Regions from separate parts of the Cyprinus carpio genome. Here region 2 is linked to region 1. Evidence: chromatin contacts called from public Hi-C data. All regions are on one chromosome and are shown on one strand. The core of a region is the stretch at or near the end of the contact, and the rest is flanking DNA. Distances in the headings are between cores, read along the strand shown. Region 1 has its middle 6.0 kb from the start of LOC109112341. Region 2 overlaps LOC109112341 (nuclear factor of activated T-cells, cytoplasmic 1-like).

Region 1 (6,891 bases), core at 3,465-5,964:
ACATTTGGACCCTGACGTTTTATTCATCTGATTTGTTTGTCTACAGATTTTTCATTTATCATGACACGGATGTTCTTGTGGAAAGTGTGTGTCATCACGCTGGTCAGCTGTTTGCCACTCTACATCATCAAATATCTGAAACGGAAATTCTCCCCACCAAGTTATTCCAAACTCTCCTCCTAAACTTTCCATATGGTCACATGGTGTCAAAAGGCACACGTGACTGCTACATCAAACACTTTGAAACTCATCTGTTCCTTTTTTTAAAATGCTCAATGTTAGTTCACCAAAAAATGAACAAGCTAACATCATTTACTCACCCTCATGTTGTTCTAAACCTTTATGGCTTACAGTCTTTTTTTTGGGAAACACAAAAGGAGAAGTTTAGCCGAATGTTCATGTTGCTCCTTTCCATACAATGGAGAGCATAGGTCGGTCACGTTTCAAAATTGCACCATCTTAACGTCTGCTTTTGTGTTTTATCTTGAAGGAAATTCCTACATGTTTGAAATCACATGAGGGTGAGTAAATAATGACCAAACATTCATTTTTGAGTCAAACCATCACTTTAAGCATCAGCTACAAATGCCTGAAAGTGCTTTTATGATGCTGTTTATGTGTGCCTCATGAATGCTTTTTCAGTGACATAATGTGATTAGTGCATGTATATATATATTGACTTTGCCATTATAAACTAATATGAGTGTTTCTGTGCTCATCATGTTTCGGCACTTAAAGAAGGTGGGAGTAGTATTGAGTACTTGAAGAGGATTAAGCACAAAAAAGAGATCAAGATAAAAACGAAAGAGAAGCCAATGGGTTTTAGGCACCCACACCTGTCACTTTTTCACTTACCGTAAATGTATACGGAGGACAAAAATCAGCATTACATATTTTTATTGAATGGATTTTGGATGATTTTTTTTTTTTATCGGTGGTATGTAATGATGTTAATAGTTTCATGATAAAGTATCAGCTACAATGAACCTTTCATCATTAGTATTATCACACCTATTAACACATTTCCTTCTTATTTTAGCACATTCTGTATTATTAAGTTTATAAATGAGATCTGGGTGGGCGGGGCTTGATAAATACCTGTGGCTCTGATTGCATGACTGTATACTGAAGTAGAATTCGGAATGCTGTGGCTGCCCTTGCCATATGATCCTGCTGCAAAACTGTGTAAATGTAAACCACAGCACAGCTTGTTTTCTTACAGCGGGAACTCTTTGTTCTGGGAGCAACGGTCTTCTCAACCTGACATCCTAAAAGACATTGCATAACCTTGACATTAGACTTTTTGTGATATTTGACAAATCAAACTTGATTGATGCTTGTCTTCATTGACTTTTATTACGTATTGTAACACCATGACATCGAAACAAGACATGAATGTGGTATTTTTGTTGGATCGGTGTTATAAATGAAAGACTTTTTTAAGATCGTGAAAAAATGCAAACAAAAAGTATTTGGATGTTCTAGTTGCTTACAGATACACTGTCATTTTTGCTTTTCTTAAATCAACCTGTTGCACTTTGCGTATCAGCAGTTGTGTTTTTACAGACAATGATGCCTCACAATCAAGTTATTTTGAAGTTTTACAATTTTTTGAGGACATTCACAGGAAATACTGCACTAGTTTTGTCCCTTGATGACTGTGCTGACGGTGTGAAGTTGGCTCAGTAATGTGTAAGATCATCTTGCCTTATATTTATAGACCAAGTCAGCTGGAATGAGGAATGAGTTTTATCATTCACTTTATTTTCTATACTGAGTGTGTAAGAGTGTGTGTGTGTGTGTGTGTGTTTACAATACTGAATGAGACGATGCCACGTACATGCACTGTTCCTTTCTTGCTGTGTGTAATGGTGGATTTCTGTTCTGCTTTGTAGATGTTGAGTTGTACTCAGGAAATCCACTGATTTTTTTTTTACTGTATATAAACCTTAAACTAACCCTGTGACAGGCCTGACAATAATAGCTTATTTAATATTTGTTTGAGTATTTTGCTGTTTCTGACATTTTTTATTGACTGATACATGATCAAATAATGTGATGTTTCTATGGTGTTGTTACTGCTTCTGAGTGTACTCTCAATGTCATCAGCACGATGGTTTCAGCAGTAGATATCTAGCATAAAAATTAACAGTATGAAATATTTATTTGATCTTTTTTCTAAAGTCACTGTAAGAACTGTTAAACATTTTTTTTCTCTAATTTATGGGAAATCTGAGTTTATCAATTTATGTATGTATGCATTTGTTTAGGTATGCATTTATTTATGCCTTTGTTATAATTGAATTCATAATTAAATTGCTAATTAATGAATGTTGAATACATATGGTTGTAAAAAATGCTTCATATAGAATTTGAGTAAAAGGTGAGTACAGAATATGTTCTTAAACACTGATCCTGTTGCAAATAACAAACATTACTTAATATTTTTAAGTTCAAGGCTACATGTTTACCCTAATAATGGAAAGTGCCGTTTTAATGTGTAAAGGACATGAGAAGCTTTGACAAACATCCATGAGAGGGCGCAGTTTGAGTGAGTCTCTTAAATATTTTTAGTACAGCACGGTTTAATTTACCTGGCAGTTATTTGTATGCATTGCTTCTAACCACTAGAGGGCGGCATTTACACAGTTTTTACTATCACAGAAGCCTAAAGTTGGGCCCACATGGTAACTACATGTGCTGGCAAGATTGCTGTTCAATATGAGGCTTTCAGAGTTGAGACCATGGTTAAACCAATACATATCTTTATTGATTTTAGACACAGAAATATTTCTTATTATTATTATAAATGTTGAAACCAGTGCTGTTTAATGTTTTTGGGGAAACAACATTTTTAAAGATTTGATAAATAGAAGGTTCAAAAGAACAGCATTTTTTAAAAATACAACTATTAAATAACTTTTTAAATAACGTATAAATAACTTATGAACAATTGAATGCATCTTTGCAAAAATAAATAAATAAATAAAAAGAAAGTACTGACCCCAAACTTTTGACCTGTAGTGTGTGTAATATACACATTATTTCATTTGTTTTATTTCGTTGTTTGATGATTTTACCATTATTATAAAATGTGTAAAACCGTAATAAAGAACGAACAGTTGTGTCCAAACCTTTGACTGGTAGTGTGTATTGTACTAACTGAGACAATGTGTTATCAAGCCCTCCACCCAAACTCACCCACACACACTCTACAAAGCAGGAAACTTGTGGTTTACAGCGACCCCATGCTAGATGTGATGGTCCACTGGCATTAACATGCCAGGAAGCTTTCTCTTTCATCTTATCTATCTTTTTCTCTTCCTCCCTTTCCCTTCTCTGTATATCTCCATCTACCTTTCCTCACTTATACATCAAAACTCAATTTTGCTGTGCCAGCTTTTGCTTAAAATGACTCAAATCCGTTGCACGTGCCTACATGGCGTCTCCACCCTTTGATTTGTTTGTGCACTGGACATTTCCGCAGAGGTGGTGGGGCAGTTGTGATGTTTTATCAGCCACATGTGGGGCACAACACGCGTCATTCTGTTTTGCTACTGTCTCAAGTGTATCTGTTTTTTCAAAGCATTGTGTTTCCTGTAGGTGGACACTGATTCGGGATACTCCTTTAGCTAAGCACTTTCTTACCATCAATGAAAATCTTCAGCTGTGTTTGTCGGCAATTATTTCAACAGTTTAAATGTCCACAGTCTGTCCATCAATATAACCTTCACATTTAGTTTTATTTTGGTTATTTATTTATTTACATCCTTAAAAGGGTGTTTGTGTTCTATCTATCGATCGATCGATTTATTTATATATATATATATATATATATATATATATATATATATATATATATATATATATATATATATATATATATATATATATATATTATAATAATACAATAATATATATTTTATTTTATTTATATTATTTTCTATCGCTCTATCTATCATTCTATCTATCGCTCTATATTATTATTAATATTATTTATTATATTATTAATATTATATATATATTATTTTTATATTTATTTTCTATCTGTCTGTCTATCAATCTATCCGTTCTGTCATTCTATCTATCGTTCTATCTATCAATCTATCGTTCTTTTGTTCTACCGTTCTATTGTTTTGTCTTTCATTCTACCATTCTATCTGTCTATCGGTTTGTTGTTCTTTCTGTCTATATGTTGTTTTACCATTCTGTGGTTATCTATCAGTCTGTCGTTCCATCCCTCCATCCAGACTATTTGTCATTCTTTCTGTCTGTTATTGAGCTAAAGATTCCCCTGAAAATTTATTATTATACAATTATTTGATATACAGGAAATAATGCGAAAAAAATTCTTAAATCTTGTTATTAAATCTTGTGTTTTGATCTGTTAAAATGTTTCATAATTCTTCTCCGGTAAGAAAGGTGCTATTATGTGTTTAAAAGAATTGGATTGATTGGTTAATTCTTTTTGCCCAGTTTTATTGAACCACAAGAAAATTGGGTAATTTATTCTCAGGGGCAGCCTTTGCTCAATTCCACTATCTTAAAAATCGATTGGAATGACTTTCCTGCTGTTTGTTGCTCAACTCACGGTATTGTGGACAGGTTAGTCACTGTTGCGTCTGGGCCCGACAGTGGAGCTCTGGGCAGAGGGTCTGTGTTTGCTCAGTCTGCCTGTGGGAGCACATGAAATCCCTCCCCTCTGGAACACAGCCACAGTTGCCTGGCAACATCCTTACACAACAGGAAACAGACTTGGGGATTCCGTCACTGCACAGAGTCAAAGGGAGCATTCAGTGGAGACAGGAAGCCCCAAGGTACAGCAGAGGGCAGGTCTATAACCAAGGCCATGTCATGTAAATACCACCTCAAATTGCTGTTGCTGTTTCTACTTTAAGCACTTTATATGTTCATCAGCTTACTTTTAAATGTGGTCTGGACTTTATGACATGGACTCATAAGGCACATCGTAAAAAGACTAAAATAACACATTTGATTGCAATCCCGTTGTGACTTTAAAAAAAATAAAGTTAAAAAAGCATGCTTTTCGTGTACTACATTATCTTCACCATGTATTTTTAACCTGCCTAGCATGGTCACATTTAACCCATACATATTTTCAGTTGCTCATGGAGCCCTAGTCATCTGAAGTTCAACTTCTGCATTCAAACTGGGTTTTATCTGTTTTATCTATTTAGGAAAAGAGGAAAAAACTGGAACCTTGAGGTCTTTCCAGAAGACCACCATTAAATCAGTCATTCCCAGTATTGTCACCCACAAATATGATGATGAGACCTGCCAGCCAGACGGAACATTATTGACTTGTAAGAAGAGGTGAGTAGACCTATGACATCAATGACTCCCCCTTTCTGGACCAATCACACATAGACAGAGGAACATTTGGGTGCACATGGGGGTTGAATGTGGTTTTAGTTTATTTTAACAACTTTTAAATGCTGACACATCATTAGTGATGCACATGCATATTATGATTCATGCCGTTGTTATGAGTGTGCAGCCTTTTTTAAACATCTCCGAGACAGACGATTCAACATCTGTGGCATTAGTTATGAACTCACGTTACATAGTCCCACATGTCTTTGCTGTCTATGGCATGCCATGCATTGATACATATAATAGCACATTGCCGCCCATGCATCCTGTTTGGAAACATAATTTGTCATCTGTATATTCTCGAAAACCTTATAAAGCAAACTCAGCAGTGCATCATGCTGACACACGAGCCATGCTAACTGCATTAGCACTCATTGTATTATCATTATCATTAGTGTTTAGTAGTTCTTGAAGTCGTAAAGCCACTGCTACTCCTGTTCATAACCGTTATTAAGGTGTCTTTGGAATATAAATGAGAAAATTATGACTAAATTTCATGTCCCAGTGTTGCAGTGTGTGTAAACTGGCTGACCTGCCTTCGGGGGCGTCTAATGAATTATTACACAAAGTTCTGGAATACTCCTTTCTGATTGGTCAATCTTGCCATCCAGTGGTTTGATATTAACCACTGGTGATTTTTGTCCCCAATCCAATAGCACAAACCCCACCGCTTCCAGACGATTTTAAAGACGGACACATATGGACACAATTGGAGGCATCTTGACTTATGGCTGTGTCCAAAATCATCCTCTATATCTTTATGTAGTGCACTATTTGATGGCGCAACCATTTGTAGTGGTGTCCGAAACCATAGTGGACATTATCGAGTGCACTCATTTGATCCCATGCACCAAAATAATAGACATGCAGCCTATGTACACTCAGCTGAGGACTGTTAAGGTCACCCTGAATTCCCATGTTTCAACAGAAGGCATGCATCCATATGACTTCAGAGGACTTCAAAATTAATTATATACTGTGATTTTATTGCAGTGTTTGAATAAATATTGCTTCTTTGCAGACAATAATGTTTTCCTAGAAAATACTTTTTCAGTCTTTCTACTTCAATAAGTCATGTTTAATTCAAAGTGTTAGCAAGTGTTACTTGACATTTCTTTGTAATTATTTGTTAAAGTTACTAGCAATTTCTGAGTGAAAGCTGTTTTAAATTAAATCCCACACCTTTTTTCCAGTGTAACATTTTAAATTAATTTAACATTTTAAACCATTATGTCCATGTTTATTTGGTCAGCAACCATGTAATAAGAGGAATTATACAGTCATCGCTGATGTTGGTTTAGATCTAAATCTAGTTTAGACAACAAAAGATCTTTGTAGGGAGTACGAAATACCAGCTTTTTGGCATATACTGTACTCTAAAGCTGAGATGAACAAAATATCCGGAACTGTCCGGCTGGTGCCTAAAAACCCCTGCCCTCAACAACGGGCAGACAGAGTGGAAAAACTACAGGCCAACTGACGTAGAACTAGGCGCAC
Region 2 (6,535 bases), core at 3,513-6,012, 38 kb after region 1:
GGAAGTCCCACCATACCGGAGCCAAAGAATATCCAGTCCAGTTCAAGTGAATTTCTATGTGTGCAATGGCAAACGGAAGAGAAGCCAGTACCAGCGTTTCACATACCTGCCTACAAATGGTAAAATTTACTTTAATTCATACACACTGCTTTATTTCCAATCTGTGACTGAATGAATTCAGAAGAAATTCAAATGCCTTTTTTAGTGGGTGGAATTGTGGCTAGTTTTTTCTTTGTTAAAATCATTTCCATAAAATTTGTTCTTTTCCATACCTGCTCCGGGAGCAGTGGAAGGGCAGTGGCAGGGTGAGGTCCAGTATGTGAATGCTATTATTCAAATCCAGACTGGTTGCCAGGTGAAATTAAAAAAAAAAAAAAAAAATGACTTGACATCTGAAAAGTCCTAACCACTGCTAAATCCCTCAGGCCCAGTGTGCGTAACCAGTGGGTGGTTCAAAGGCTTGAGTCAGACCCAGCTTGTCCCAACCCTGTCTCCTGAAGTGTGGGCACTGCAACTGTAGTACTGTCTTTTTTTAGACTGGACACTATAAAGATGATGCAGTGTATCTGTCCAGCATATTTTATTATAATGTGGGTGGAATAATGAAACATTTATCTAAACATTATCTTTTTAGGGCAGTCTTCGGGTTGTGGCCAAGGACCCCTAAAATAATAATAATAATAATAATTATTATTATTATTTAAATGCACCTGGAAGTAAAGTGTTAAAAATCTGAATCATCTGGCTTTTAAAGTTAAACATGAGACGGAGTGACAGATATCTGCCTGCCTCTATAGTCATGTGCTAGAAGCCTCATTTCCCCCTTCTGGGCTTAAAATAGGTGTCTAGGCTCTATTTTAAACTTGTCTGGGCGGCAAAGAGAGTTCCCATTTTTCTCTGTATTGTTGACAGAATGCAAAATAAAACTGTAGGGCTTCTGTGGAGGCATGTTGGTGTGAGGGATGTCTCATCGCTGAAGAAAAATAAACTGCTGCTGACAGTATGTTGGGAAATGCAGCCAGAAGTTATAAGGTGAAAAATGTAATGTCATGAGGATGAAGAGTTTGTCAACAACAGATGAATTCTCCCCAGTATCTCAACATCTGTTCACCAGAATCACATACACCAGGAAACAACATTGAGGTAGTTTTTAGTTGTAGACAAGTAGTCATGCCATTATCAGTCATTTTAATGCATTAAAAAAATCAATGTTGAAAACATAAATACATTAATGACCTTTTGAAATTGCTTAAACAAGTTTTATTTTCTGTAGAAACAGGAAGTTTATATATATATATATATATATATATATATATATATATATATATATATATATATATATATATATATATATATATATATATATATATATATATATATATATATATATATATGTATATATATATATATATATATATATATATATATACACACACACACATATATATATAGAGAGAGAGAGAGAGAGTCACATACATGATTTGCTATTTGCTAGTCAGTTGCAGATGGTATTAATTGGAGCGAAATTCTAATTCTTGAGCATCTGATTAGACAAAAATTTGTTGTAAATATTGGGTTTAATCTTTCTCTTCTTTTCCAAGAAAATATTTATCTGCTAAAAATTACTTTTGTATATGCTAGATTATATCCTATATATGACCTTACAACTAAAGGCATGAACTAAAAGCCACAGTAATATAATTTATAATAAGTCACAAAGTCTCTTTTGCTACTGTGCATGTCAAAAATGGCCAGCCTTACTGCTAGTTTGAACTCAATACACTGAATATGTACGATCTGCTGATCTGTTTTTAATCCAGTCTCAGTCCAATTCTTAGCCCAGTTGCAATTTGGCTCCATTTTTTTTTTTTTTTTTTTTTTTTTTTTTTGGTAGAGCTATGGATGTGAAGCTACTGTAGCAGTAAAACATTTCATAATGCATGCTTATATGGTATTAGCACTGGGGGCAGATCCAAAAAAAATAGGCCCTTTATTTTTGAAAGCAGCTGGAAGGCTCTTGTGGTGATGACTCATCCCTTTTTTTCCCTCTTTCTTTAAATATTTTCAGTTGGGCGGGAGCGCGTAGCCTCAGACACATAGTCTCATTGATGAGAATGTTTGTTTCGCTGTGGGTATCCTAGCCACAAACCCACTCTCTCGTGCTAGCTCGCATAAAGTCACATGAACCCGGAACGTGTGTTTATTCGTTTTTCTCCTTTCCCCCGTTTTCTTCATCTGATCTATCTCTTTCCGCTCTTTTCCCCTTCGCCTCCCCAGTTCCAACCATTAAAACAGAGCCGCACGATGACTACGACCTCCCCCAGGTTTGTGCACCACTCCATCCTTCCGGGTTGGTGCTGCATTCGAAGCCCTACTACAGCCCCCCGGCTATGACCCCCATGATGCCCTCAGAACTAAGGCCTTGTGTCACGGGCTCATTCACATCAAGCCCTCAGAGACTGGCGGCAAACCCCACCTCCCTGTCCTGCTCGTCCTCCCCCAGCACCAGCCCCAAACTACAGGATCTTTCCCCACCTCACCTCTCCACTAAGTGCCTATCAGCGGGATCGAATCTAGGCCCCCAGTCTCCAACGGTCCCACATGTCTCCACCATCCAGCCCACACCCGGACGCTATCCGCAGTCCATCCTCTACCCAACAGGAAGCCCTGCATCCTCTCCAGGGTCCCATCCTTCCACCCCAAACTCCGCACCAGAACTCCCTTTCACTCCCAGCCACAGCCTGACCCAATCACAGACCACAAGCGAGGCCTCTGCGTTAGCAGCTCAGATAACCAAAGGACCGGTGAGGAGCGGGTCCCCCCCCCTCCTACAGGAAGAGGGAGATACCCCCACCATGCTGGCTGTCAACATCAAGCAGGAACCACAGGAACTGGATCAAATGTACCTAGATGATGGTAAGTGACAGCACAATATTCCAGCAAAATTTAGTGACCGTGTGCATCGTAGTCTGGTGATGTAATGCCCAACAGATGTTTCTAATTGCTTGATGTTTTTGCTTGAGTGCTCCCTCACAAAATTAAGATCCAACGCAGTGCTAACCGTACCGCCACAACGACAGCGGCACTGTTCCATGATGTTTAATATATCGAGAACGCAAGTTAAATTAACTGGAAAGTTAATGAATGACTTCATCGGTTTCCCTTCAACTTTTGTGTTAAATTTTAAGCATCTGTGGAAGAAACGTTCAACAGATGGAAGAATTTTAATATTAAATCTGACAATGAAATCAAAAAAGCTAATAGATAATGGTTTTGTAGTTGTAGACAGATCTCCAGAACCACCGACAAAAAGAGAATGTTTGAATGACATAATGCAACCAATCACAGTTTGTCAATTTTCATTCAGGACAGGATTATCCACATCAGACAATTCAAACAAATATAGAGAACAAATGCTTGGCAAGTTGTTTAAATGTTTTTAAAAGAAGTTGCTTATGCTTACCTAAACTGCATGTATTCAATCAAAAATACAGTAAAAACAGTAAAACTGTGAAATATATAATAACAATTCAAACTATCTTCTATTTTAATAGGCTATATAGACATAAAAAATATTTATTTTTATGAATTTGTATCTCTATAGCTGTGACTACTCTGAGTGCCTTGGACCACTTTTTCTTTATTAAATTGAATATCCCTCATCCAAACTGCACCAGTAAGTCGAAAGTCCAACACCATACATAAGTAGCACCCTTTGCATTCTCATTTAGCCTGGCGAACTTTGGCAAATCCTTGTGAATATTTTTTCCTTGTAAACACAACTTTTATCCCCAGGCCTACTGATTAAAACAAAGTGCCCTGACTCTGGGATGTTAAGTCAGCCAGTCAGATTAGAACTTGCCAAATTGAGAAAGTACTGTCTAGTTTTGCCTATAATATGCATCAGGCAGTCTCTGGCTGGTTTGTGGGTGTACTGATACTGAGACTAATGGCTCTCTAGTGTATTCGCAGAGGCCCAAACATTATTGGTAATGAAAAGATCTGCTAAAACATCACATGGTGTTTCAAGTCCAACAGGAGGTCACTTTTCAGCAATGTCATTAAGTTTGTATCATGGAAATATACAAATAGTCTGGACACCATTCAACCTGCAGCTTTTCAACACTATTGAACATGTGATGGGCCATCAGCATTTTTTTAAACCTTTGAGTGTCTACCTTCCTTCAGCCCTAAGAGCACTTTTGAGTACATAAAACTCTTATATTCTAATTTAGTGAGACAAATTGTCTTGCTAGTGATCTAAGATCTCTTCTTGGAGTTTAAAGTAGATGTCAGATAGCGGATTACAGATGCCATAGTGGTTTCCTTAAGTTCCAGATGAGGCTTAAGTCTTCATTCGTTTGAGCAGTTGAAATATAGTCCATACCGCTCAAACTAAGCGGAAACATGGACAAGTAGTTATGCATGGAGTGAGAGCGGGATTTTTTATGGGTTCGCTTGTCAAAATTATTACCTGTCATTTCTCCCCTGGCAAAATATAACACATTTTACCAAGCGCTAACATGGCTTCCCGTGTCATTATACATTCGGATTGCATTTCTTCTAGATTGTATCTGTAATGGACTCTGTCAGGTGTGGCATTCGCTGAGCTTGTCAACCACTCTCATTAATTTGATTTGAAACAGAGGCACTTTTCTACTGGCACAAAACCGTCGTCCATCATGCACAGCTGTCGGTCTGTCTAGTATTGCGTTTTTCTGATGCTTTAGCTGTCTTATTATCATTGAAGATGTTCTTACTTCTTATTATATACTTGAATAAGCTGTCGGGTGTCATGAAGGTACTTTCAAACTTCACAACCAACCGCTTAACCAGTCCTTCAGTCTTAATTTACTGCTCACTGTTTCCTCTGATAAGCTCCTTCTGTTGTTTTCCTTTGCTCCTTGAGGAGGGGTTACAAACCCTTTTACTCATGGAAACTCTTACAAAAGCTGGCTGCGAGCCTGGCTCCTGGCCTTCACCAGCCGTAAGCTTTGAGGGGCCTCACTGCAATAAAGCACACTGACTTGGCCGCTGCCGACCCAAGCCTGTGGCTTGAGCTCTGCCAGAAAGAGTGATCCAGCTCGACCCGAGCCAAAGCAGTAGATCCTGCAGTAAAGGAGGGGGTCACTACGGGAACCGCTCCACACCACGTGACCCAAGAGCTGGGTTCCCCATAAGAAACCACAACAAACTTTCCAATTTAGCCTGTGGGGCTGTTAAGAAATGCATGTAGGAGTGGTGAGCAGTTTGACTGTTTTTAGAGCATTGAGCAAGTACAGTGACGACTTGTGAAATATATTTATGCAACGTGGTGAGTTTAGAATAATTGTCTTGTTTAGCCAATACACTGTTCATTTATGACTATAAATAGTGGAAATGTTTTTCAAAACTAAAAAGCACTGTAAACTTTAGTCCTGTTTATGAAATATTAAAGTATTTTGCATGTTGTTCCAAGACATTTTAAGTTTTTTAGCAGTTTTTGCCAATTCAATGACAGTCAGTGGGGTCTGAAACAATATTGGACCCAACTGACTTTAAATATATGGACCAAAATAAAACAGAGATTTTTTTTTAAATGATGACAGAATTTTTGGGTGAACTTAATATCCCTTTAAATAATCTCATTTGGTGGGTGCTTACATAAGTGTTTGAGGAGACAAGATTGGCTAGACATTGGTAGACACCTCCAAGTCGATGACTAACACTATCGTAATTTTGCTTGTATTGTAGCAAAGGCCAAAAACATCTTGTGGTCTGGTACTTGGTCAAGCTAACATAGTTTTTGAGGAAGATATACCCTTGTGAGTCAATTATGTTGCCAGTCATTGCGTAGATGAAAAATCCCAGTGTGATTGTGATCCTGACCCGGGGTCTGTTTTTCTTTTCTTTCTGCTGAACAGTTAGGACTTCTGGGAGTGTTGCCGCTTGCGGACCCCTTAATGAGGCTAACAGCATTGGTGGGATAATTGTTTGGTAGTTCCTTGTTCCCCCATTGTTTCCTGAAGGTAGAGCACGGGCCAGGTCTCCAGGCTCTATCACACGGATCCAGCTGCCGCTTATCCTGGTCCAGCAGGAAGCAGGTTCTTGGATTACCTCACATCCACATATTCACTTCCCAGTCAGAGTCATAACAGCAATTCCAGAGATACGAGATCTTTATATCAAAGTTCAAGAGGTGCATTTGTCAAAATAAATAGTATACACACAAAAAAAATTGTTTCTGAACTAATTGAAGGACTTCTTAATTTAGTCTGAAAAATATGAATTCTGAACTTTTTATTTAAATGTTGGAATCACTGAATGGAATGGAACATCCGATTGACTCCGGATGGGTCATGCCATGCTTTCTTAAGCGGGTCTGAACAGAATTGTTTGGTTTTAAATGTTCAGACATTTACCTTTATGAACTTGGCAAACACTTCTATACTATTACTTACTTTGCATTCAAGTGGAAGATACTGTATACATTTAACCAGTTCTAGTGTTATTTCAGCATTATTTACATACTTTTAGAATTAAATTTTTATAAGCT

The links. A called contact is a pair of places that touch in the nucleus more often than the background predicts.
Region 2: a contact with region 1 is called in a Hi-C map of skeletal muscle, with 4 times the contacts expected there. The contact joins two enhancer-like sites. A contact is called at or near these places in 6 of 8 Hi-C or Micro-C datasets (liver and skeletal muscle).

The regions. Positions count from the first base shown.
Region 1 is chrA19:13,684,432-13,691,322 of ASM1834038v1, forward strand. It overlaps the pseudogene LOC109112343. Among protein-coding and RNA genes, the nearest start is that of LOC109112341, 6.0 kb to the right of the region's middle. Within about 2 kb of position 4,715, at least 3 of the 8 cell types and tissues checked have an H3K27ac peak or open chromatin away from gene starts, as enhancers often do. A contact at or near this core is called in skeletal muscle, where this site is marked.
Region 2 is chrA19:13,722,284-13,728,818 of ASM1834038v1, forward strand. It overlaps LOC109112341 (nuclear factor of activated T-cells, cytoplasmic 1-like), which reads left to right. Exons shown (of 9, transcript XM_042776647.1): 8 at 1-119. Among protein-coding and RNA genes, the nearest start is that of LOC109066293, 19 kb to the right of the region's middle. Within about 2 kb of position 4,763, at least 1 of the 8 cell types and tissues checked has an H3K27ac peak or open chromatin away from gene starts, as enhancers often do. A contact at or near this core is called in skeletal muscle, where this site is marked.